Regions from separate parts of the Mus musculus genome. Here regions 2, 3, 4, 5, 6 and 7 are each linked to region 1. A link is a contact called in public HiCAR-type and promoter capture Hi-C data. All regions are on one chromosome and are shown on one strand. The core of a region is the stretch at or near the end of the contact, and the rest is flanking DNA. Distances in the headings are between cores, read along the strand shown. Region 1 holds the start of Rnpc3 (RNA-binding region (RNP1, RRM) containing 3). Region 2 overlaps Slc30a7 (solute carrier family 30 (zinc transporter), member 7). Region 3 holds the start of Gpr88 (G-protein coupled receptor 88). Region 4 holds the start of Vcam1 (vascular cell adhesion molecule 1). Region 5 holds the start of Slc30a7 (solute carrier family 30 (zinc transporter), member 7). Region 6 holds the start of Cdc14a (CDC14 cell division cycle 14A). Region 7 holds the start of Dbt (dihydrolipoamide branched chain transacylase E2).

Region 1 (3,317 bases), core at 502-3,001:
ATAAAATTAAGGCACATATTATTTCCAGTGTTTCAAAAGTCTAATAAAAAGTAACATTTTAAAAACATGCAATATATTAATGAAAGTATCGGAAAGGATGGAAATTTTAGACTATTTAACTGATCACTAGTTTCAGTCTAGAGGTTCCGAATCTTCTAGGGTCAGACTTCTTGGACTTGCACGCTCTTCAGCTTTGCCTCTCAACATAAATGAATAAGGACAAACACAATATATTTTATAATAGCAAAGAGTTCAACAGACCACAATTTTTAAAAAAACTCTCTACTCCTGGGGACCAGAGAGATGGGACAGTGGTAAAAGTCAGTAGGGCTCTTACCAAGGGCATCATTGGGAAGATGTCCCAATGTCCATGTTCAGCAACTTCATAACCACCTGTACTCCTACAAACCCCCAAAATATACACAAATGTACAACATAATTAAAAGTATAATAAATCTTAAAGCATCTCCTCTTTCCAAAAAAGATCACTCTTAAAACATTTAGGGCTGGTGAGATGGCTCAGCGGGTGAGAGAACTGACTGCTCTTCCAGAGGTCCTGAGTTCAAATCCCAGCAACCACAAGTTGGCTCACAACCACCCATAATGAGATCTGAAGATAGCCACACTGTACTTACATATAATAAATAAATAAAACCTTAAAAAAAAAAAAAACCCTCAGCATAGCCTTTCTAGACTGTGAGTTTCATGTCCACACAAAAGTGATGCATGGAGAAGCTTGATTCATTATTAAAATGAAAAATTTATACATATGGAATACCCTTTTTCATCTCACTCAAAAGTCTTTTCAGTCTATACAAGATAAAATTTAAAATCATTTACTAACAGTGAAATCACCCCTCAAGGTGCATTGTCTCTTTTTGCTTTGTTTCTATAATTTCAGTAATAAGTCTAATTTTCTCATTTGAATTCTATTTTGAATACCATCCTGAAAAAGGTGAACAAATTATATTACTGGTAAGTTTGAGTTGTTTATTAGAACTCTGAATTTGTCCAATCTGATTCAAGGAGAGCCTACTGTATTTAGATTGAATTAAGGGATATTTGTATTTGCATTTTGTTAATCTATTAAGTCTATTACACTCAAATTTTTGCTATTATGTATATCCTGCTCTACAACCCAGGATTTAAAAGCAATTTTTTAAAATAAAAATACAAAACCAAAAACCTTGCATACGACTATGAGAATCTAACAGAAACAGTATTTTCAAGTCTAGGCTAGTTTTGAATTCGACCGGGCGGGTGCGCTCGCCGGTAGAAACCTCTACACAGTCCCTGCGTGGCTCAGCCTTAATCTAACTGGCTCAAGGTTCAATTCCATGCTCGCCTCTCTGGTAGGCAAGCTGCGCAGGCGCAGACCGCGAGCCTAGTCCTGTTTCTCCCGGTCCTAGCGGCCCGGCTCCGCCCCGCCCCGCCCCGCCCCGCCCCGCCCGCTGCGCACGCTTACCAGGCGCCCCTTATCTGACAGGACGCGCACCGACTGCGCCCCGAAGTACTTCAGTAAGTCCTCCTTCTCCTCAGCCGTCAGCTCGGCCGGCAGGTGCCTGACGAGGAGGGTGCGGTCTCCCCGGGGCGGAGAAAGCGAAGCGGAGCCTGGGCCGCCTCGGGACAGCGGCATCGGCGGCTCAGGCCCCGCCATCTAGCTTCCCTGCAGAAGCGGCCAGAGACGGAACCTCCGCGCAAGCTTCCGGCCGAACTCCCGCAGTCACCGAGGCTGAGCGGAAGATAGTTTCCGCTTCGCGCTAAGGATTCTGGACGCAGGGAAATCCCGCGAGAGGAGAACTCCTCGCGAGAATGGCCTCCGGGAGAGTCGCTCTTCTCTTTTCGGGACTGTTGCGGGGGAGAGCGCCTAGGAGTCGTGCTTTAAGTTTAATGAGAGGTTGTAATAAAATAAAGACTGAAAGAGACGCCACTGTTAGAAGGACAGCAATCTCATCGAAGAACGTCAGTCATGCAAAAGAAAAATACTGTAATCCCAGGGATCAAGTACTGAAGGAACCGTGCAAGGGCTGTTGCTCCCTGGGCTCTTAATCCAGATTTTTCAGAAAGTGAATCTGGCTGGTGAATGGAGAACGCTCGGGAAATGTCAAGTGTGTTCCTAGCATTTAGGACTGGTGAAACACAAGTCTCCAGCCTCAGATTCAACAGTGCAGGCGAGAGAGCACGCCGTTATCAGTCGGCAAATACAGGCTGAAAGTTCTCGCCACGGTTTGTTTATTAAACAAAATTGGCTTCTTCCATGAGTAAATACCTAAAAATGTGTTAGCGTACGTATTCATGGATGTAAGTTCTCTTCTCACCACCTCACGACTGAGAGTACTGACGTAGATTAAGACTCATTGCTAACCAATAGGTGAGATCTGAGCCCTTGCACCCAAGTTGGAGTCTACACTGTTGTGACTAAGATTCGGCCCTGGTGGTCTAAAGTAATATCCCTTACAGATTAATCAAGATGTGTATGCTCACTCCGTAGTCCTAGGGTGTCTTTTACTTCTAATTTGCTTGATGGATATGAGCCAGTTAGTACACAGTACTTCAAAGATCCGCTTTGAGGAAGCATTGCATGGGGAGATAAATTACCAAAATATTGAGTGACTAGAGACAGATCTTGTGAACCTTAGAGGTTTGTTAGGAACCTTGCTCATGGGAACAGAAGCCGACAGACTTAAGAGTGTGTGGAAGGAATAGTTAAATTTTACGTTTAAAAATCTCTTTGATTTCACTATGAGTAATATAGCAGAAACCGGGCATGGTGGCACACACCTTTCATTCTAAGTTCCCAAGAGGCAGAGACAGATGCATCTCAAGTGATTTTGAGGCCAGCGTGGGTGACACTGAGTTCCAGGACAACCAGAGCTATGTAAAGACACAAAGGAAAGGAAGAAAGAAAAGAAAAAGTGGGGAGCACTCAGAGGAAATCTAGTTCCGTTTCACATCAAATTATTAGTTCACAAGTGTGAGGCTATAAAACAATATGCCTCCCCTCCACACACCAGTACAGTATTTATGGGAGCAAATATCTATCATAAGCTCTTAAGAAAGTGCATCAGTTTTTGTGCCTTGGTCAATAAGTTTATTGTCTTTATTTAAAAAAAAAAAAGCTTAATAGAAACTTGCTTTAGCTCTCAGCAGCTCATTTCTGAGCTGTGAGGAAGTGTGCCCTTCTTCTGAGCAACCCAATATTTCTTCTGCAACATTTTGACCCATGATGTGCTTCTGATGTACATCTGCATTGAAATCCTTGCTTTCAAAATAAAAACCAGGGAATTGTTTAGGTCTATGAGGGATAGACAAGCCTC
Region 2 (3,165 bases), core at 479-2,978, 2.3 Mb after region 1:
TCCATTGTTGGTGGGAGTGCAGGCTTGTACAACCACTCTGGAAATCAGTCTGGCGGTTCCTCAGAAAACTGGACATAGTACTACCGGAGGATCCAGCAATACCTCTCCTGGGCATATATCCAGAAGATGCCCCAACTGGTAAGAAGGACACATGCTCCACTATGTTCATAGCAGCCTTATTTATAATAGCCAGAAGCTGGAAAGAACCTAGATGCCCCTCAACAGAGGAATGGATACAGAAAATGTGGTACATCTACACAATGGAGTACTACTCAGCTATTAAAAAGAATGAATTTATGAAATTCCTAGCCAAATGGATGGACCTGGAGGGCATCATCCTGAGTGAGGTAACACATTCACAAAGAAACTCACACAATATGTACTCACTGATAAGTGGATATTAGCCCCAAACCTAGGATACCCAAGATATAAGATATAACTTGCTAAACACATGAAACTCAAGAAGAATGAAGACTGAAGTGTGGACACTATGCCCCTCCTTAGATTTGGGAACAAAACACCCATGGAAGGAGTTACAGAGACAAAGTTTGGAGCTGAGATGAAAGGATGGACCATGTAGAGACTGCCATATCCAGGGATCCACCCCATAATCAGCATCCAAACGCTGACACCATTGCATACCCTAGCAAGATTTTATTGAAAGGACCCAGATGTAGCTGTCTCTTGTGAGACTATGCCGGGGCCTAGCAAACACAGAAGTGGATGCTCACAGTCAGCTAATGGATGGATCATAGGGCTCCCAATGGAGGAGCTAGAGAAAGTAGCCAAGGAGCTAAAGGGATCTGCAACCCTATAGGTGGAACAACATTATGAACTAACCAGTACCCCGGAGCTCTTGACTCTAGCTGCATATGTATCAAAAGATGGCCTAGTCGGCCATCACTGGAAAGAGAGGCCCATTGGACACGCAAACTGTATATGCCCCAGTACAGGGGAACGCCAGGGCCAAAAAGGGGGAGTGGGTGGGCAGGGGAGTGGGGGTGGGTGGATATGGGGGACTTTTGGTATAGCATTGGAAATGTAAATTAGCTAAATACCTAATGAAAAATGGAAAAAAAAAGAGAACCTAATTTATAGCTAATTCCACTAAACATAATTAAAAAGAGTACATTTTAGGTCAGGAAAACGTACTAACCCTTTTAGAACACATGAAATTATTAACAGAGCAAAAGCACTCGTGCAGACAGTAAAGGCTGAGAAAGTGAACCCCACAGGAACGGGAAAGGCATCCCCATCAGAACACGTGTCCCAGAAGGAAGAAAATACACACACAAGGCCGGCCTACAAAACAATGCAGGCTGCTCTGTAGGTCAGAGAAGGCTGGGAATGAAACTAACTAGAGAGGAAATGAGTTTGATAGTTACGAATCCTGGCACCTAAGCTGAAAAGCAACACTTGATTCTATCTACTGTACACACTAGCAAGACATCGATGAAGACTCCTTGGGTAAAATAAAGGAGTCTGGCAAAGAAATGAAGTGACTACAGTACATTTAATCTTTACTTTTTGGGTTTTTTTTCCGTACGTCTTCATTTCTCAAGAAAAGGAAAGGGGGAGTCAGAAAGGGCTTTACCCACTTATAGGGCTCCCATTACCTTCCCTGTTTGGCTTCTAAGAAAACTGGAACGGCCAGTACAGCACAGCAGAACCCTCACGGCAGCACACAAATATGCCACATGGCTTTCCTAACAATGACCTGAAATGGTGTTAGAATGTCAGCTGTAGGAGCTGTGGTTGGACACCCAACTGCTCCGGGAAACCACCAGCTCACTCACAGAGGGAGATGCAATTCAGAACCAAGGTCATTTTCAAAGTCCATAAGATGTTTAAAAAAAAAAAAAAAAAAAAGTATGTAGCAATGCCAGATTTTGCCATTTAAAATTGTGTTTAGCTCAGGAGTTTTTACCCATATTTTTCTGATTAACTATCATAACGGGGAACCATAAAACGGATTTTAGCATGGCTCTATCTAGCCATAATGAAAGGATATGCAGGAAAAGACAAGCTTAGCAAATTCCTGACTGAGCTAAGAATTAGAGCTACATCCAAACCCTACAGGGAAAGTTAAAGTAAGCATTTGGAAACAATTAGAGGCTGGCTTCTGGTTGACTAACTCCATTCTGGCTTTCACAATGGAACTCTTCTTTCCTATCATAAGTGAAAAGAGATGATGACTCATTAGGCATGAATTTACCGTATTACAAAGTAATGGTTTCATTTTTCAAAAGCTGAACGTAATTCTATAACCATACAATAAACATAAAATTAATTTCTAAACCTTTTAATAGGTTAAATGAGCAACATTTACTCTTTGCTGAAAGTAATTTGCAATGAAAAATTCAAGTTTTATTTCAGATACAGCTTTTAGGGAAAGACTTCCACCACATTCCAAAAGTAAATTAAATAAACTAGCAGTAACTATAAATAAGATAAACTAAGTATCAGGGTTGGTGAGATGACTGGGCAATTAAGAACACTTGCTGCTCATGCAGAATGAATAGAACCAAGTTTAGTTCCCAGCAGCCACATCTGCTAACTAATAACCGCCTATCATCGTAGCTCCAGGGGGATTTGATGCCCACTTCTGGGCTCCATGGACACTTACATAGATGTGTGTATATGCATACAGACACACTTAGATACATATAAATAAAAGTAATTTAGTGGGACTGGAGCGATGGCTCAAGGTTAAGAGCACTTGGTGCTCCTGCAGAAGACCACACCATTTCCTAGCACTCACACTGCGGCTCACAACCCTCTCATGAAAACTCTAGAGCATCAAATGCCCTCTTCTGGCCTCCTTGGGTACCAGGCATACACATGAAACATACACATACCCAAGTGTAGGCAAACACTCAGACACTTAAAAAATAAAAATTGACATCTTCAAGCCTTTTAAAAACACATATACATTATGAAAACCTGTGAAGAACAATCATAGTTAATAAAAAAAAAACTTCAGAGTTTTAAAAGTAATTAAGTCTGAGAACAAATATCCAACAATAAATGAAACACAATGGTGTGGTAGTGCACACTTTTGATCTCAGCACTTGGCAAGCAGAGGCAGGTGGATCTCTGAGTCTAAGGCCTGCCTGATCTACACAGTGAGACCCTGTCTCAGATAGATAGATGGATAGATAGATA
Region 3 (3,290 bases), core at 552-3,051, 2.6 Mb after region 1:
GCAGCACAGGAGCCAGCTGGCCGCCTGCACGCCCCAGGGCACCGGGAGGGAGAAGCCACTGGCCAGGCTCACCCACACCAGCGGCTGCGTGGCCAGCAGGAAGACGCAGCAGAGCAGCAGCACCGACAAGCCGCTGAGACGCCGCTGCGCCCGGCGAGGCTGCAGAGCGGCCGGCAGGGGTTGAGGCTGCGCGGGATGCGCGGCGCCTCCCGGACCCGGCGCGTGCGGGGCGGCGGGGAAGGCGGCGGCGGCGGCGGCGCAGCCGGGTAGCTGGTGCAGCAGGTGGAAGTTGAGCACGCTGACCCGCTTGACGCTGACGCGCACGCGGCGCACGATGCCCAGGTAGCAGTGCAACAGCAGCGCCGTCTGCGCAAGCAGCGCTCCCGCCGCCAGGAGCGCGGGGTAGTGGACTTGCGGTGGCTCGGCTCCGGGCTTAGGAGCCCAGGGCGGGAGCAGCAGCACCAGACCCAAGGCGAGCGCCCAGGACAGTGCCAGCATGCCCACCGTGTGGCGCCGTTGGTAGAGCACCTGGTAGGTGGCAGGCGCCCTGGTGATGAGCAGGTAGCGGTTCAGCGCCACGAGGCAATGGGACAGAAGGGACACAGTGAGCCCGAGGCCCAACAACCCGCCCCGGAGCAGGCGGTAGCTGCCTCCGCCACCGTCCCAGTCCCCCGGGGGCTCCGCGGAGCCCGAGGGCAGGAGCCCCAGCACCGCCTCCTGTGGCATCCAGAGGGCGCAGACGCTGAGATCCGCGGCGCAGCCATTCACGATGAAGGCGTTGCTGGTGGTCTGCAGCTTTCGGAAGGACGACACGAGATAGATGACCATACCGTTGGCCAGCGTGCCCCCGATGGCCAGGCCCGAGTACAGGAGAGACACCGGGATCCGCCGGCCCGCCCACGATTCTTCTTCCTCGCAGAGCAGCAGCAGCGATCCCCCGGTAGTGGTGGAGGTCGAAGTGGAGGAGGAGTTGGTCATTCTGGCCAACTCTTCACACCTCGCGCCCTAGCGTTGGCTTCGTGTAGCGTGGCCCATCCTGGCACTTGCCTGCTGGGAGGGCAAAAACATTTCTTCAGCCCGCTGTCACCGACACAAAAGGCTGAAGCCGAATAATGGGCTGGAGGAGGGGGAGAAGGGAGGGAGGTGAAAAAGAACAGGAGAACGGGGGTGGCAGATGACAGGTGCCTGCCTCAGAAATGTCTCCGATGACAGAGAAGGTCCGCTTTACACTCAGCAAGCAGCAGGGAAGCCCTAAGGTCATATCCACACCTAGGACAGTTTCCCCAAACACACACACACACACACACACACACACACACACACACACACACACGAGTTGGGAATGTGTGTTGCCAGCCGGAGCTCTCTTTACCGAGAGAAAGTAGATATCTCCTAGCTGGGAAAAACGCCAAAGAGAGGGAGTAGAGGTACCTTGATTTGGGGCCAGTCCTTAGCTGGTGATAGCAGAGGGAGAGATGCCAGGAAATACCTCCTCGGCAGCAGCATCTGTGGTCCAGAAGTCAACAGGAGAAACTGAGCTGGGACCCGTGCCAGGAGCAAGCGCCTTGCTTCTCCCGTGCAGCATCCCCACACATGGTCCCAGGCAGGAGCCAACAGCTGTGGGGAGTCTCCTCAGCTGGCAGTAGAATTGGAGAAAGTCAAGCGGTAGGCTGCAAGCCCAGAAGGGTGGGCAGGCAGGCAGCAGCAGCGAAGATGCCTGGCTACAAGAGCAGAAGAAACTGAGCTGGAGAGGAGCGCACCCTGTGCTCCAAGCAAGAGCGCTGGCTGATGTGGCAAACCCACTTGGAGCCTCTCCTGCTCAGTTATCCATCACCCAGGGAGAAGACAGCCTTTCCCTGCTTCATGAATTATTCAGTAACTGCTAACTTGTAAAAGAGAAAAATACCTTTTTCAGAGAATCCTGTGGTTAACAAATCTCTCTCTCTCTCTCTCTCTCTCTCTCTCTCTCTCTCTCTCTCTCCATTCTGTCTCATTTTTCACTCTGCCTGATTTTTTTTTCTTTCCTTCCTTTTTTTCCTCTCCTTTAAATGTTAGAGTAAAATTTCATCTCCATCTGAATCATCCTGGAGGTAAGACTTCTTTTCTCAGAGATAAATATACCCCAGTACAATTTCAGAGAAAATTACCTTACATTTGAATTGAAATTCAGCCACATACACACACACACACACACACACACACACACACACACCCTTGGCAAAGTGGGACATGAGTAATTAGCTACAGAAAATATGCGAGCCTTAGCTCAAATCATAATTTCAATTCCTTTTCCCATCGCTAGACACCTCTCCTCTTGGCTTGTGTTTCGGCGGGATGAGAGAAGTGTGAGTACCATAGTCAGGCGATCTAAAGATGGAGTCCATCGTCCAGCTAGACAATGGAACACCAGTTAGCAATGAAGAGGAATCATCTGTCAAGACATAAAACACCTAAGGAAACCGGAAATGCTTGTTATTAAGCAAAAGAAGCATCTGAAAAGGCTGCGCACTGCCCAAGCCCAACTGTATTCCATACTGGGAAACGTAAAACTGCAGGGACCACCAGCTGTCGGGAGGGGGGGGGGGGGGGCTAGGGACCGGGAGGTGGAATACAGGGCAGGGAAACTACTCTGGATGGTACTCTGATGGTGGAAAACATCACTGTACGTTTGTCCAAACCTACTAGATAAACACCCAGAGAACCTGTGTGTAAATTATGGGGTCAATGTAAACGTGTCAGGATGCTTCATCGATTGTGACAAATGAGCCAATGTAATGGAAGATATGACAACTGGGAAGTTGTGTGTGTGCTGAGTAGGAACTGTGTGGTGATCCCTCTCCTCCTCCTCCTCCTTCTTCCTCTCTCTCTCTCTCTCTCTCTCTCTCTCTCTCTCTCTCTCTCTCTCTTTCTCTCTGAACCTGCACGGCTTTTGCTAGGCTGGCTGGCCACTGATCTCCAAGAATCTTCTGTTCCTGCTCTCCCAGAGCTGGGATTACTGATATGTGCCACCATGCCTGGCTTTTTATGTGCGCACTTTGGATCTGAACTCAGGACTGATACTTGTTTGTCAGGCACTTTACTGCACCCTGTCCCCAGAACACACTCAGCAACTTTTATTCAGGCCTGCTGTGATTATTAAACTAAAGTTTAAAGCCTATTTTTGAATAGTGGGTGTTGGGGAAAAGCAATTTCCCTGAAGACTCCATAGGATGAATGAGAAGGACCTCTGAGCTTTTCATGATATGGGATGTCATGGAGACTCACACTCAGGACTCAAATCTGCTTTGGTA
Region 4 (3,443 bases), core at 332-2,831, 2.5 Mb after region 1:
TTATGTCTATGCAGAAGGTTTGCATACTCTCAGAGTTCCCGAGCCTACAAGCAGATCCCAGAAAGAAGGAACTCATCAATCCTTTGGATACATTAATACATGAACGTGTAGAAATACCCCCAAATGGAAGATTAGAGGGGAAAAAACTAACTAATAGAACCAGGGGGAGGTTCACACTGCGCTAAGAACTGGAGCCAAGAAGGTGTGAGTCTCTTTTACATGGGCACCATTTTTTTGGCAAACAAGGACACAGGGGTTAAAATTTAGTTTCCTGTTCTTAACTAGCTTCTTCTTTCTCTGGCTTTATTGAAATTGTGCATTTGCTAGCTAAAAATCTAGATACTCTTTAAAAGTCTCTGTTTAATATATCGTTAATTTTTTTTCAAACAAAATCAAGAGAAAGCAAAAGCTCCTTCCTTCACTTACAGTAGATGTCCACGTGGATACTTCGTTCCAGCTTCCCAGAGCCACATGTTGCTGTGCACAGGTAAGAGTGTTCATTCTCAAAACTGACAGGCTCCATGGTCAGAACGGACTTGGACCCCTCCGTCCTCACCTTCGCGTTTAGTGGGCTGTCTATCTGGGTTCTCCATGAGAACAATGGTGACTCGCAGCCCGTAGTGCTGCAAGTGAGGGCCATGGAGTCACCGATTTGAGCAATCGTTTTGTATTCAGGGGAGATCTCGATTTTAAAAGCTTGAGCTGAAAAGAGAGAGAGAGAGAGAGAGAGAGAGAGAGAGAGAGAGAGAGAGAGAGAGAACAAGTTTACCATGGTCTGCCCCATACTGTGTCCTTTTTCTCTTGCGCAGCAATACAGTGTCCAAAGCACAGCTGGGATGATCTACTTTTTAAACTGTCTCAGACTAATAGCACAAGACAGACCCAAAGCCCTGAAGTTGCTCTTGAGGAAGGTGCTGGAATCGTCACCGCGAAGAAGAATGCTCAGTTCTGACTTTGAAGCCCATTGCACAAAGTTTTTTTTTTTTTTTTTTTTTTTTTTTTTGTCACTTTCTAAGCTTGATTTCATTGTCGAATACAGGAAACTAAAGAGATAGACCCACTACCGATATAATCCAAATTACTCATTTGACAGTGGAAAGAAAATCCGTCCCCAGCTCTGTCAGAATACTGGCTCTTATAGCAAAGCTCTGTAGTACACCAGAAGCTGTAGATGTGTGAAATAGGTCAGGAACTTACAGACTGCAAACAGTATCCAAAGTACCGTTGAGGCTCCCAAGACCGCGACCATCTTCACAGGCATTTCAAGTCTCTGCTTCAAAGCCTTCTTTGTGCCCCACGTGAAAAGTGTCTGGGAAAAGTGTTCAGCCTCCAAAGCCAGCCGGGCTGGTGTGAGTGAAATAGAAAGTCTGCTCTTTATAAAGGGTCTTGCTAGAGAGGCGGAGGGAAATCCCTTCAAGGGGAAACCCAGAGCCAGGGAAAAAGTTTAACTGACAGCCAGCCAAGTCCCCACGTTAACCCCTTCAGCTGCTTTCTGGGCTGAAGTCATTCTGAGTCCTGGGAAACACGACACTTCCAAGTATATAAATCTCTGGCTTTTCCTGACCTTCAGCTCCGAAAGGGCTATCTCTCCTGAAAAGATGATTGCAAAATGAAACTGCCAACAGTGTGTGTGTGTGTGTGTGTGTGTGTGTGTGTGTGTGTGTGACAGCAAAGACAGAGATCACTCAGTAAATAACCACTGACTTTTCTTCATTAAGAAATGCATTTGCAATTTAAAAAATAAAAATTGTTCTCTTTCAACAAAAAAAGGAAAATATCCTTTATTTGTTTTTATTGACCCATTATCATGAGTCACTCTTTTAGAATGTGAGTCAGTAGTTCTTATTTTTATACTCTTTTATTCATAAGTGAATTTTTGACAAAAAAAAAACCTCCCTGAAATAACTTTCTGAAGTAGTAAATGAAAGGACGTTGATGCAGAATGAAGGGAATTATCTTTTCTTTTGTTTGACAATGCCCCAGCCCTTTGACCCATTGCTGGATGACAGGAAGTCTTTTGCAGACTTGAACGCTAAAAAATGGGATCTGTCTGCTAAATTTTTGTGGTGGATTTCTTTGGCTGCATTATTTAGCCACAAGTCCAATTGAATATGTAAACAGATTAGCTTTAGGAGATGAATTGACAACCATTTTTTTATTATTATTTTCTACTCCCAGTGAAATGACTTTTTGAAAGACTCAATTAAGTGTCTTAAATGCCTCTGTAGGTCTTACACATGCATAGCCCATGTCCTTGCAAAATGCTTGCCCATCAGAAAGAAACCGGAATAGCCACTTCCTTGTATTATACACATGTGGGTTTACCTCCCACATGGCATTATCAGTTCCCTGCATGGCCAGGACTAGTTCTTATTCATAGTTGTTTCTATTCCATATATATATATATATATATATATATATATATATATATATATATATATATAATGGTTTTATATATAACGACTATAAAACCTGCAGCATCTTCTAGATGTTTAAAATCTAGAAGAGAAACGTTCAAAATACTGAATGTAGTTCATAAGTGCCACGTGAGAGAAAAAAATAATTCCACAAGAAAGGTATAGTTCCCAGACATCTGGGCACATGTAAAATTAACAGTATCATGTCATTGGACAAAGGCTATCAGTGAGACCCACAGTCGCCAACTGCTCCAACCTGGCAGGAGAGACTTCTGAATTCCCTCTTGAGAATACATGTGGCTCCCACTGAGAGGCAAGTATAAAAGGGAAGTTGAGGGATATATTTTAGGGCTATGACGACATATCCAGGGATCGATGACATTAGCTGCCATGTCATCTAGAGGACCTCAACAATGTCATGTCATAAAAGGAGAGTATAGACTACCCCCTACTGATTCTCACCTTCTCCATAGATCAAAGGCATGTAAGAAAATGTTAATCCATGTCTTTGACACTTAAAAATAAATAACTACTTGGATCATGCAGACTCATCTTATTTGGTATCAGTTCTCACCCAAGTGAGTGGAGAAATAATTCCTATCAGGAAAGGAGAATAGTACATACAACAGAGGAAGTGAAAAAAAAAACTATTTGGTGGATTCCACAAGGTCAAATCCTTCCTCGTTTAAGAACCACTACTCTAACATATAGCTAAAGAACTCTCCGTGGCTATGTAGATCTTTTATAGCAGCTTCATTAGAGACCCAAGAGCCTGAAGTTTGAAGTTGGATCAGTTGTTTTTGAAGCAAATACTGAGGACCAAGATTAAGCCAGTCCTAATTCTGCAGTCCTTATATGGTTAATCATCATGATTTTCCTATGGCCGTTCCTTCACCAAACATCACGTCTGTGTCTCAGATGTAAAATACAAAAAGTAAAGGGAAAGGACTCAAAGGCATGGAGCCTGCCTTCTTTGAAGGAGCTTCCCAAGAAGTTGGGGGGGGGTGTGGGGGCTTTCACTGATGT
Region 5 (3,199 bases), core at 120-2,619, 2.4 Mb after region 1:
ATGGAGTTAGCACACTTCAGAAGTGTGCTCATTCTGTTATTTGCAGAGCAGTTTCACAAGCCCAGAAGTTATCCCACAGCAAATACTTAAATTCCAGTGACTTTACTTCCTTAGCGACACCGGACTCTCTTCGACCCAAATCTTGACACCATAAAACAAAAACAAACAAACAAAAAAGCCCAAAGGTGACACCAAAGCCTTCAAGTCAAAATGGCATTCTCAGAAAACTGTATGGGATTTTCTACTGCAGTAAAGATACAAGGAAAATCCTAAGACAGTTTCACTGGAAAAGAGAATGGCATATGCTTTGCCAACGGTCTCTTCACAAACCTCTTCAAAAGTCATTCAAAGGCAATCATAAATTTAACAGGGCCATTCAGATCTTTCTCTCTCAGAATCTTAGGAGTGAAATCCAAAAAAAAAAAAAAAAAAAAAAAAAAAAGCCACACCCACAGGTAGGTTAGCTAACAGGATCCTCTCATTTTTCCTGAGGCATAGCTAAGGCAAGCTGTTAAAGAGATTCATTGCATCTGCCAAATAAAAAAGTAAAAAAAAAATATGAGGAGGGGGCCTGTTTGTCAGTTCTGTTTAATGGAGTTGCAGGAAATGAGAGTCCCCGATCTTAGAACTGCAGCCCTTCCCTTTTGGTGAGAGTACGCTGAGAGCAACTCAGCAAAAGTGGTAGTGGCAAAGGTAAGACGTGAACCTGCCGGTAAGGAGCTACGTGGCACTAAGCAAATAGTGGCTTGTCTCCCTCACCCTCTGCTTCCGCCCCAATCATCTTCCCCTTTGGTTACCAGTTGCTCCAGATGCCGTAGAGTAGTTCCACAAAAGCGAAAGAGAGGTTCAGGCACAGGAAGAAAAACAGGTTCCGGGATGTCTTGTCCGACAGGATGGACCTGGGCACGATACAGGTGATCAGAAGCAAGCAGGAGCCAAGGGGGTTGCGGGGACCCCTCAAAACCCACCCAGTCCGCATGCTCGTTCCACCACAGCAGGAGGGTGACGCTCCCATGCTGGACCTCAGGCCATCCTTAGCACCCAGCTTTGTCTCAGCATCCCGGGCAGCCCCCTCCCAGCAATCACAGCACCCCGCACCTAAACCAGCCTGAGATCTTGCCGAACAGATTGAACTTGGGTGGTTTGTATTCATCATCCTTGATGGACAGGGGCAACATCTTCTCCACCCGGCGAAGGGCCGGGTCTCCGTCCCTCTAGAAGTGACTCGGTATGGTGGCGGCAGTGACAGCGGTGACGCTTCAAACGCGGACCCCAAAGCGCTTGACCGCCGCGGCACCGCCGCGAGACACAGACACAGACACACACCCGGGAATTCGAGGACTTCCGGCCCGGGCCGCGCAACGCGTCCTGGGACGGGAAAGCGGGAGGCGGGGGCGGGGACTCCGGCAGGGGAGGGGCTTACGGGGAGGAGGCGGGGCTTGGGGGCTGCGGAAAGTCCGAGCTGAAAGCTTGGGGATCTATCTCTAGCTGAGCTAGGGGTCCTATCTCCTGAACTCACGAAAGATACCCCTGCTGGCTCTCTGCAGACGTGGCTGACTGGTTCAGGGCCCGCTGTCACCCACCCAGATCGCCCATCACTATCGTCCCCGGATGCAGTGCAGCCCGCTCCTGCTCCTTCAGCATTAACCCCCTAAAGGACCTCAAATCCCCGCTGTGCCTTAGGCAGCATCACTGAAAAGCCCAGGCGGCCACGTGCTGCGCCGCCACTGCACGGGATGTGCGAGAATGGCTTCCCGAGGTCAACGCTAAGGGAGTCCACCCCCACCCGCGGAAACCGTCACGCGGGACGCGATCGTTGAGTGCTTTGCAAAAGAAACACTTAAAGGTATTTTAAAACGTCCTTTAGGAAGAGGGCCATAGACTATGGCCTTGAGGTCCGCTTCTTGCTGTTTCTCCCCTGCAACCTCATTCGGTTGTAGCCCTGAAGGCAACCGCAGACAGGTTCCTTTAGCATCCTTGTCACCCCCAAGACAGTAGCTGTCACTATGGTCCATTTCAGGAGGTGCAGATACAAGCCTGTTGGGTGGGAGGCTGGGGATGAGCCTTGTGGGCCTGGGCTGGCTAGAGAGACACTCTCCAGCATCTTTCTAGGGGATTGTTTAGACAAGGTCAGCTGGCCGATCACGTGAATGATTAAAAGTTATTACCTAGAAGGGGAAACCCGGAAAGGGGGTCTGGTTTGGGGAGGTGGCTTGGAAACTACAAAACCGAGCTTCTTGGGAAAGCCTTTTTGCCTAACAGGAAGTGGAGCGTCACCCAAAGCGAGGGAGGGGTGGCCACTCAGGAACTGTCCCCTGCTCCAGGCACTCACTTTGCAGGCGGCGCATTTCCTAGGTTATCAATTGGACGGGCAGAGAGGTTGGAAGCCCGGTTTAGGAAAGGGGTGGAAAAGAGGCAAGCAAAGGAGACTCTCCTTTCGATTTATGCTAACCAAGCTGCAAATAAACCCGCTGGCCCCGCTGCAATCTTCTGCACTAGAGGTGAGGCAACTGTGAAATTCTCTTTCATTGATTTTATCTTTCCATTTGGGACCTCTGCTTGTTTTGCCCTCGTTCTTGGAACTTTGTGGGTAGGAAGGATTTATTCTGTAATTTAGATTTTTGAAAATAGATCTTGATTTTTTTTTAATGTTCCTCTTTAAAAACTGCTGGTAACAAACGGCTTGATTCTATAAGTTCTAGGACAAACATGTCTCTTTTGTCTTTGCCTTTCTTGGACCATTATTGTCATGTAAGCAAATATTCTCAATTAGTAGCATTTACTTTTTAAAGGCTACTCTGTTGTTGTTGTTCAGAGCAGTTTTTCAATTCTACCCTACTGCATTGCTGAGGAAGCCAGAACTGACTGCAGACGAGGTCGTTTAAGGCAAAATAGCTATTGCAATTGATTTTTTCCCCCTTGAAGACTGCTTTATTTAAGTATGATGGTGGGGATGGTATATCAAAATAATCAAGTTTCAGCAATGGATTTCCAGCCTTCTCATTAAGGTCACCTGCAATTTGAGCCTATGTGGTTTTTATCCTGCCTTTGGAAATAAATTCTGTATTCCATCTTGCACTGTTGTAAATCCGAAGTTGCTTAGCTGGCATAGATAGGGAGGAACCCATATTACCTGTTATTGAATAGTTTTGAAAGGCATTAAAGAAATTTAATTTCAGCTTTATCAGTTTCCTAGATT
Region 6 (3,080 bases), core at 160-2,659, 2.8 Mb after region 1:
TGGTCTATTCCTTAAAGTAGCAAAATATAATCGATCTGAAAGACAAGTTTAAAAGACAGAACATGAGAAGCAGGGACGCGAGACTGAGAGTGCAGATCATGCACAAAGGATTAATAACTGCTACACATCGTTTAAAGACCTTTAACACGTGGGATTCTTGGAGAAACAGGATCTTCCAGAAAGCTACAGAGCCCCAAAAGCACATCTTGCTAAGAGGCTAGAAGACCCAGCAGGGGGCAGAGCATCTTCTGAGTTCCCTCACCCCCTGGTTGCGTGCGGGCGGGTGCAGACAGGAGCTGTGGGTACCCGCAAAACTGGAGACACAAGTTTGGTTCGGAAACCTTCAGACCTCAGCTGCGGTGGAATGGGAAAAGAGGCGAGCTTCTGCCGCTGCAGCTTAGCAGACTTCAAGAGGAAGGAAGGAAAGATAGGGGGGTGTGGTTGGGGGTAGGGGGTGTCCCAAAAACACGGGCCAGCCACCGAGGAAGTAGAGAGTTAGCGGATGGAGGATTAAAACCAGCAGGCTCCCCACCAAGATAGGTTTGCAGGAGGATCCCAAGCAGAGAAGCCTGCACTGTCCGGGTACGAGGAAGCTGCAGAGGGAGTGAGAACGCGAAAAAAGAAGCCGGAAGCAGGGGGTCCTCCGGGAGTTGAGTAGCGAGAAGGGGCCCGAGCGCCGAGCCGCAGTACTGAGGGACACAGGGCCCGAAAAGAAACCCAGCATAGAGGCTTGGGACAAAGGGGTGAGCCGTGAGGAGTTGGGGGGGGGGAGTGGCGTGGAAGGGCCGGAGGATGCCGGGTGGCTGCTCCTCACCTTTCATGAACTCGCAAGCCCCGATTAGTTCCCCAGACTCCGCTGCCATCTTAAGCGAGATCCGCACGGGGGAGGGCTGGGTCGTGGCCAGCTGAGGTCACCCGCCCCCGGGGGCTTCCCCACTGCCCAAGAGCTGGGAGCTCGCGGTCCCAATCACCGAGCCTGCCTGAGGGAGGAGGCAGTCGCCCAAGGCGGAGGCAGCTGCAGGGTCAGCGCGTGGGGCGCCCCGGGGACATTCCGTGGGGAACCGAACCCGCTGGGCGCGGGACGCACACGCCCCGGGCTGTAACCGCTGTGATCCGGACTCTGCGGCGGCGGCGGCTGCTGCTGCTTCTCGAGCTGCAGCTCCTCCTTCTCGCGCTGCACCGTCTCCACCAAACCTGGACGGCGCACACCAGCTCCCAAGGCCGGGCAAAGTCTTTCCCCGGCTCCCAAAGTGATCATGGAGGACAAGACGTTTGGCCCGGATCGCGCCCGTGGCCACTCGTGCGGCAGCGGGCAGGACTCCGGAGGTGTCCGCGGGGCTAGTAGCAGCTGCTCAGACTCCTCCTTCGCCACCTCCTTTCAGCAGCAACTCTTCCTCCCTCTCCTCCTCCTCCTCCTCTTAGGTCCGCCCCCAGACCTGCCTCCCCGCCCTCCCTCGTCCCCCTCCACTTTCACCACTCCGCGGCCATCCCTTAAAGGGACAGCTCGGCTCCTTTCTCTGAGCCGGCCTCGGGCCCCAGTTACCAGGCGCCCCGCGGGTCACTAGGAGCCAGTTGCTAAGGCTTTGTTGCCTTTCACCAATTGCTACACAGGAAACTTGGCCCTCTGCCTGGGTGGGGTGGGGGTGGGGTGGATGTCAGGCGGAGCCACAAACTTATGAATGAAAAAGGATGGGTAGAGAGGAGTGAATGCCTCCCAGGAAGCTGCGACTGCCTGGCGGGCTGAGATGCTGTCTCCACGTCTGCACCGGCTAGCTCTTCTTCCACACCAGATTTTTTTTTGTCTCTCAAGCTCTTTCCTGCTTCACTCAGTTTCTTCTAAACTCGCGCGCGCGCACACACACACACACACACACAGAGACACACACGCACGCGCGCGCAGACACACACATTGAAAAACCTCAGACCTTCTCCATGTCGGGTCGTACCGCTAGCTATCTTTCCACCAACCCCTATTCTCACCACTATCGGATCTGTGTCTTTATAACCAATTTTCAAAAGAAGCGATACCTCCTAGCTCCTGAGTACACGGACTGATGCCCTGTAAGTACTAGAGTCTGCTCTCACCTAGGCTTTGTTCTCAAGGGGGAAAAAAATTCCCGTCCAGTTCTCCAAGTCCTTTCATTTTGGCCACAGGTGTGAGCGCAAAATTACACCAGAAGTGTAAGGCTCTAGTCTCGGACTGTAGGCTATCCTAGGCGAAGGGAGAAGAGGGAAAAGGATCTCTTGTCCACAAGAGAAATGAACAGAAGATTTCTGTAGTCTTGGCTGGAGCGTTGCAAAGGAGTACAAAGGCTCCTCTCCAGGAGGCCCCGGACTTGTTCGGCAACGTTTTGATCCAGTTTGGAGAACTTTAATGCTGGGAGCCCTAGGGACGGAACTAGTGGCCAGCCCTTCCCTTACGAAAATGGCGCTACTGAACCACTATCACCAGAGCATGCGCTCTGAGTGGTTTCTCCTTGAAACGGGGATTTGTGCAAGCCTTTGAAAGCTCGCAGTTGCGTGTTGACCTCTAGGGAGAGAGGGGGCGCTCGAGCAAAGTGCCGGCTGAAGCAACTTGGAACACTGACTCCAGGGAGGCAATTCTTAGGCCATTCTTCTGCTCTGCCGGCTTTCCATAAAGCTAAACAAGCACAAAACTAAGTGGATACTACTTTGATATACTGGAAAGTTATTCAGAGCATCTCGGTAATTCTAGCCAAACACATCCTTGGTAAGGGAGTTAAAAAGACACCCTCTCCTTACATTCAAAAGTTAACCCCGAAAAAGAAACAGACTTTACAACTGTAAAAGTCCTGAAAGTTGTAATGAGCCTTGAACCCTTTTGAAGTGTATTACATATTCTAAGAGTCCTGAAAGCAAAGACCTCCCAAAAAGAAAAAGGGAGAAGGAGGAGGGGGAGTACACTTTAAAATAGCCAGGGGTTGGTGGCATATATCTTTAATTACAGCACCTGGGAGGCAGAGGCAGGTGAATCTATGAGTTCAAGGCCAGCCTGGTCTACATAGTGAGTTCCAGGGCAGACAGGGCTATGAAGAGAAACCCTGTCTTGAAAACTAAAA
Region 7 (3,181 bases), core at 626-3,125, 2.9 Mb after region 1:
CCCGGCTACAAACAAAGATAAGAACACAATCATATATGGAATCAGGATCTACTGACGTAGGATGATAAACTAGTTTGTTTCCTGAAAATAAGATAGAATCGAGAGAAGCCTGAATGGAAGAAAGTTACATAGTATCTTTCAAGAGCCCTAGGAACAACTAACTCCCTTCCCTCATTATACAAGCAAGAACATATAAGATTACTAAGTCTATTCAATGCACCTATAAAAAGTTTAATGGGGCCTGGCAGTGGCGGTGCAAGCCTTTAATCCCAGCACTCAGGAGGCAGAGGCAAGCAGATTTCTGAGTTGGAGGCCAGCCTGGTCTACAGAGTGAGTTCCAGGACAGCCAGGACTACACAGAGAAACCTTGTCTCAAACAAAACAAAACAAAACAAAACAAAACAAACAAAATAATGGGAAAAGTTTTTAAAAATCAAGTTCTTTTGATTATTGCGATTTTGGGAGGTGCTGTTAAGACAGGGTTTCTCTAACAGCCCTGGCTATACTGGAATTCACTTTGTTGATCTGGCTGGCTTCAAATTCACAAAGATCCACTGTCTTCTGGGATCAAACACTTTCGTCACCTCATCTGTCTATTGCAGATTTTCTGATAAAGGCAATGATTTATATTTACTGCCTACAGTAGATGAATGTGCATTACACAATAGTACATCTGTGTAAAGTTAAACAACTTGTGAAAAACCTGAGATTTTTGTTTCACAACCACCGACTTTCCAGTGCTGAGAGTTTCTATTGGCCCCTGCTTCCTTCTGTTTTGTTTCATTCTCTCTAACGCCTTAGACATTGATGCAGATTTTTATTCTCTCTAAGAAGAAAGAACCGTTGAATTTACTGAACATATATACAATGTATGCATTTATATACCACCTATTAAAGAAAGTTCCCTCTCTCTCATTCTCTCCCTCTGGCTTTGTTTCATTTTGTTTAAGAATGAGTCTCACCACATAGCTCAGGGTGACTGGCCTTCCATTCACAATGCGACATCTCTGCCTGCCCTACCCATGTCACCCTCACAGTGCTGGGTTTCTGATGTTTCCTTTAGCAGTTCCACTTGAGCTCAATTTGACATTTCTTCAAGGGGCAAAGCAATTCAGGGTTATACGTTTGTGACTCATTTCTTAATGATGCATCTGACCACATTTTCTAAGACTCAAAGACAAAGTGATGACATGTTTATTTTAGACACGAGAAGTCAATTTCAGCAACCTCAAGGACACTATACAGGAAAGAGGAATTCCTAATCATGGAGAAGTGTTCCTGTATGGACTTATGAAAAAGTCGCGCATCAGAGTCTTGCTATGAAACATAGAAACATCTTATTTTTTCTGCCCTTAATGTAGTTACAGCACAATACCAGAAAAGACAATTTGCTACTGACCCCTCAGGTTTTCAATTAGTGACCCTTCTTGTGTGCCCTTAACATATTCTTTTTTAAAAAATTATCTATGTATGTGTGGGTGCACAACTGTTTGCATGTACAGCACATGGATGCAGGTGCCCCGAGACGGCCAGAAGAGGGCGTCGGATCCCTTGGAACTAGAGTTGTAGGCTGTTATGACCTACCTGATTGAGTGCTGGAGACTGAACCCAAGTTTCTGCAGCCCCTAAACGTGATTTCTCTCCATTATCTGAGCTAAAAAGATGGATTGTTGATGCGCGTCTACTTAACAACCCAAGTCCTGGATTTTTAAGCTGTCGTCCTCCCCAAGTCTACCTTCTCCCTCCCTCAATTCTTTTACACCTCTCAAGGGGGAGGGGGGGGGGCTTCAGTCGGCCCCGCCCCTCGCCCTGGTTGGCTGCCCGGTGGGAGGCTCGTTCCTTCTCTCCTATTGGCCGCTCAGGGAGGTGCGTCTCGGGTCTGGGGATTGGTCGCCTGGAGGAGGCGTCTTTCCCAGCTGTGTGCTGGTGGCTATTTCCGGAGTAAAATGGCTGCAGCGCGTGTACTGAGGACCTGGAGCCAGAACGCTGTCAGACTGGTAAGCAGGGTTGGATGGGTCTAAGGTTGGGAAGGATCGATTTAGTAGATGTTATCCGGAGTTGTGTGTTGCTTTCTTCTCCGAGTGCCTCGCGTCTTGTGAGCAAGTGATGGAAGGATGCATGCAAATCAGAAGGGCAGCGAAGGTGGCGTGCCAGTGAGCCTGGAAACTCACTCCTTTCCCGTCCCGGGGCGCGATTCTCTGACGATTAGCTTTGGGCGACTAGCTTTCTTCCCAACCGTACCCACATCCTGGCCTTTGACCTGCTTAACTTTGCTTGAGTACTTTCTAGATGTCAGGCATTGTGATAAGCACTGCAGACACAGCTATGTTCTTTCGAGATTTGTTGAGAGCCCACTGCGCGCCATACGCTGGCACTATTAACCTGAGAAGAGAAAAGCCTCTAGCTTGATTCACTCGGGGCTGCACTTCTCCCCTTGGTCCACAGTCGTTCCAACTTTTTAATCATCGATTTACCACCCCCATTTGCAGTTCCCCCTCACTCACAAGCTTTTAGCAACAACCGTAGATGTATCCCACTACATATCTAGTTTCTTCCTAATTACATAACTTTTTGGATACCGTAGACTTTACCCATTTCCCTAGATGTTCCTTTAGTGCTGGCCTCCTGATCTCTCCAAACCTTCTTCCCAGCCTGCTGTGTGTATTGGGCACTGGGCATATTTCTATAACACAGCCAGCCACCATCCTTTCCCTCCTAACATTGTAGCCTAGAACAGGAGAATAGGAGAGAGGGAGGCAAGGAAAGACAGAAAGCCACGGTTTTAGAAAGACGTGCTATTATGGAACAAGTGCTCAAAGCTCCTGTGACACTTGAGGGTGGACACCTATGGAGGAGTGGGGGTACAGAGAGGAATTCCTGGGGACTAGTGAGTGCGTACGGAGACTGAAGAGAAGTAGGAACTAGGCAGCAGAAGGGTACTCTTGTCAGCAGCACCTTAGTAGGTATTATGGGCAACTCTTCTTTCGAGAGCTCTCCACTCTTGGATTCTGAGACACTAGTTGACCAATATTCCTCTTCAGTTGCTCTATTCCACTGCCCTCTTTTCCTTTCCAGCTTCTAAATACCACGCAAAGACTTCCGTCAACAGTGCTCCCATAGGCTCTCGACAGACCTGCCAACTTCCTATGACCTTTTCCATCGTTTGATGTGTGTGGACACA

Evidence for each region. Promoter capture Hi-C pulls out the DNA fragments that hold promoters and counts their contacts. HiCAR-type assays count read pairs that join an accessible place to other places.
Region 2: a promoter capture Hi-C map of 3T3-L1-derived adipocytes shows a contact between it and region 1, with 9 times the contacts expected there. The contact joins the enhancer-like site here to the promoter of Rnpc3 in region 1. A contact is called at or near these places in 8 of 39 promoter capture datasets (3T3-L1-derived adipocytes, the C10 cell line, the HPC-7 cell line and 5 more), 5 of 115 datasets of contacts at active chromatin or transcription factors (astrocytes, embryonic basal ganglia, embryonic limb bud and 2 more) and 1 of 9 other capture datasets (liver).
Region 3: a HiCAR-type map of astrocytes shows a contact between it and region 1, with 5 times the contacts expected there. The contact joins the promoter of Gpr88 here to the promoter of Rnpc3 in region 1. A contact is called at or near these places in 2 of 39 promoter capture datasets (the C10 cell line and embryonic stem cells) and 2 of 115 datasets of contacts at active chromatin or transcription factors (astrocytes and pro-B cells).
Region 4: a promoter capture Hi-C map of pre-B cells shows a contact between it and region 1. The contact joins the promoter of Vcam1 here to the promoter of Rnpc3 in region 1. A contact is called at or near these places in 5 of 39 promoter capture datasets (cranial neural crest, embryonic stem cells, frontonasal cranial neural crest and 2 more).
Region 5: a contact with region 1 is called in a promoter capture Hi-C map of pre-B cells, with 6 times the contacts expected there. The contact joins the promoter of Slc30a7 here to the promoter of Rnpc3 in region 1. A contact is called at or near these places in 14 of 39 promoter capture datasets (the 3T3-L1 cell line, 3T3-L1-derived adipocytes, the C10 cell line and 9 more), 8 of 484 Hi-C or Micro-C datasets (B cells, CD4 T cells, CD8 T cells and 5 more), 10 of 115 datasets of contacts at active chromatin or transcription factors (the SCID.adh cell line, SST interneurons, astrocytes and 7 more) and 2 of 9 other capture datasets (adipose tissue and liver).
Region 6: a promoter capture Hi-C map of pre-B cells shows a contact between it and region 1, with 9 times the contacts expected there. The contact joins the promoter of Cdc14a here to the promoter of Rnpc3 in region 1. A contact is called at or near these places in 4 of 39 promoter capture datasets (cranial neural crest, embryonic stem cells, hippocampal neurons and 1 more), 1 of 115 datasets of contacts at active chromatin or transcription factors (astrocytes) and 2 of 9 other capture datasets (adipose tissue and liver).
Region 7: a contact with region 1 is called in a promoter capture Hi-C map of pre-B cells. The contact joins the promoter of Dbt here to the promoter of Rnpc3 in region 1. A contact is called at or near these places in 5 of 39 promoter capture datasets (the C10 cell line, cranial neural crest, frontonasal cranial neural crest and 2 more), 3 of 484 Hi-C or Micro-C datasets (CD4 T cells and pre-B cells), 2 of 115 datasets of contacts at active chromatin or transcription factors (astrocytes and embryonic forebrain) and 2 of 9 other capture datasets (adipose tissue and liver).

What each region holds. Positions count from the first base shown.
Region 1 is chr3:113,628,398-113,631,714 of GRCm38.p6, forward strand. Rnpc3 (RNA-binding region (RNP1, RRM) containing 3) reads right to left here and starts at 1,752. Exons shown (of 15, transcript NM_001038696.1): 1 at 1,466-1,752. The coding sequence starts at 1,657. It also overlaps the pseudogene Gm17954.
Region 2 is chr3:115,960,118-115,963,282 of GRCm38.p6, forward strand. The region is part of intron 8 of Slc30a7 (solute carrier family 30 (zinc transporter), member 7); the gene reads right to left. Among named protein-coding and RNA genes, the nearest start is that of Mir669n, 18 kb to the right of the region's middle. Within about 2 kb of position 1,729, at least 73 of the 459 cell types and tissues checked have an H3K27ac peak or open chromatin away from gene starts, as enhancers often do. A contact at or near this core is called in 3T3-L1-derived adipocytes, embryonic limb bud and stem cell-derived neural progenitor cells, where this site is marked.
Region 3 is chr3:116,251,683-116,254,972 of GRCm38.p6, forward strand. It overlaps Gpr88 (G-protein coupled receptor 88), which reads right to left and starts at 1,802. Exons shown (of 2, transcript NM_022427.2): 1 at 1,432-1,802; 2 at 1-1,050. The coding sequence starts at 978.
Region 4 is chr3:116,128,107-116,131,549 of GRCm38.p6, forward strand. Vcam1 (vascular cell adhesion molecule 1) reads right to left here and starts at 1,582. Exons shown (of 9, transcript NM_011693.3): 1 at 1,198-1,582; 2 at 427-702. The coding sequence starts at 1,261.
Region 5 is chr3:116,006,037-116,009,235 of GRCm38.p6, forward strand. It overlaps Slc30a7 (solute carrier family 30 (zinc transporter), member 7), which reads right to left and starts at 1,370. Exons shown (of 11, transcript NM_023214.7): 1 at 1,099-1,370; 2 at 798-899. The coding sequence starts at 1,178. It overlaps Extl2 (exostosin-like glycosyltransferase 2), which reads left to right and starts at 2,261. Exons shown (of 5, transcript NM_001163514.1): 1 at 2,261-2,501.
Region 6 is chr3:116,422,623-116,425,702 of GRCm38.p6, forward strand. It overlaps Cdc14a (CDC14 cell division cycle 14A), which reads right to left and starts at 1,410. Exons shown (of 16, transcript NM_001080818.2): 1 at 815-1,410; 2 at 1-35. The coding sequence starts at 863. It overlaps Gm40125 (a long non-coding RNA gene), which reads left to right and starts at 1,629. Exons shown (of 3, transcript XR_867571.3): 1 at 1,629-2,061.
Region 7 is chr3:116,511,195-116,514,375 of GRCm38.p6, forward strand. Dbt (dihydrolipoamide branched chain transacylase E2) reads left to right here and starts at 1,876. Exons shown (of 11, transcript NM_010022.4): 1 at 1,876-1,997. The coding sequence starts at 1,947.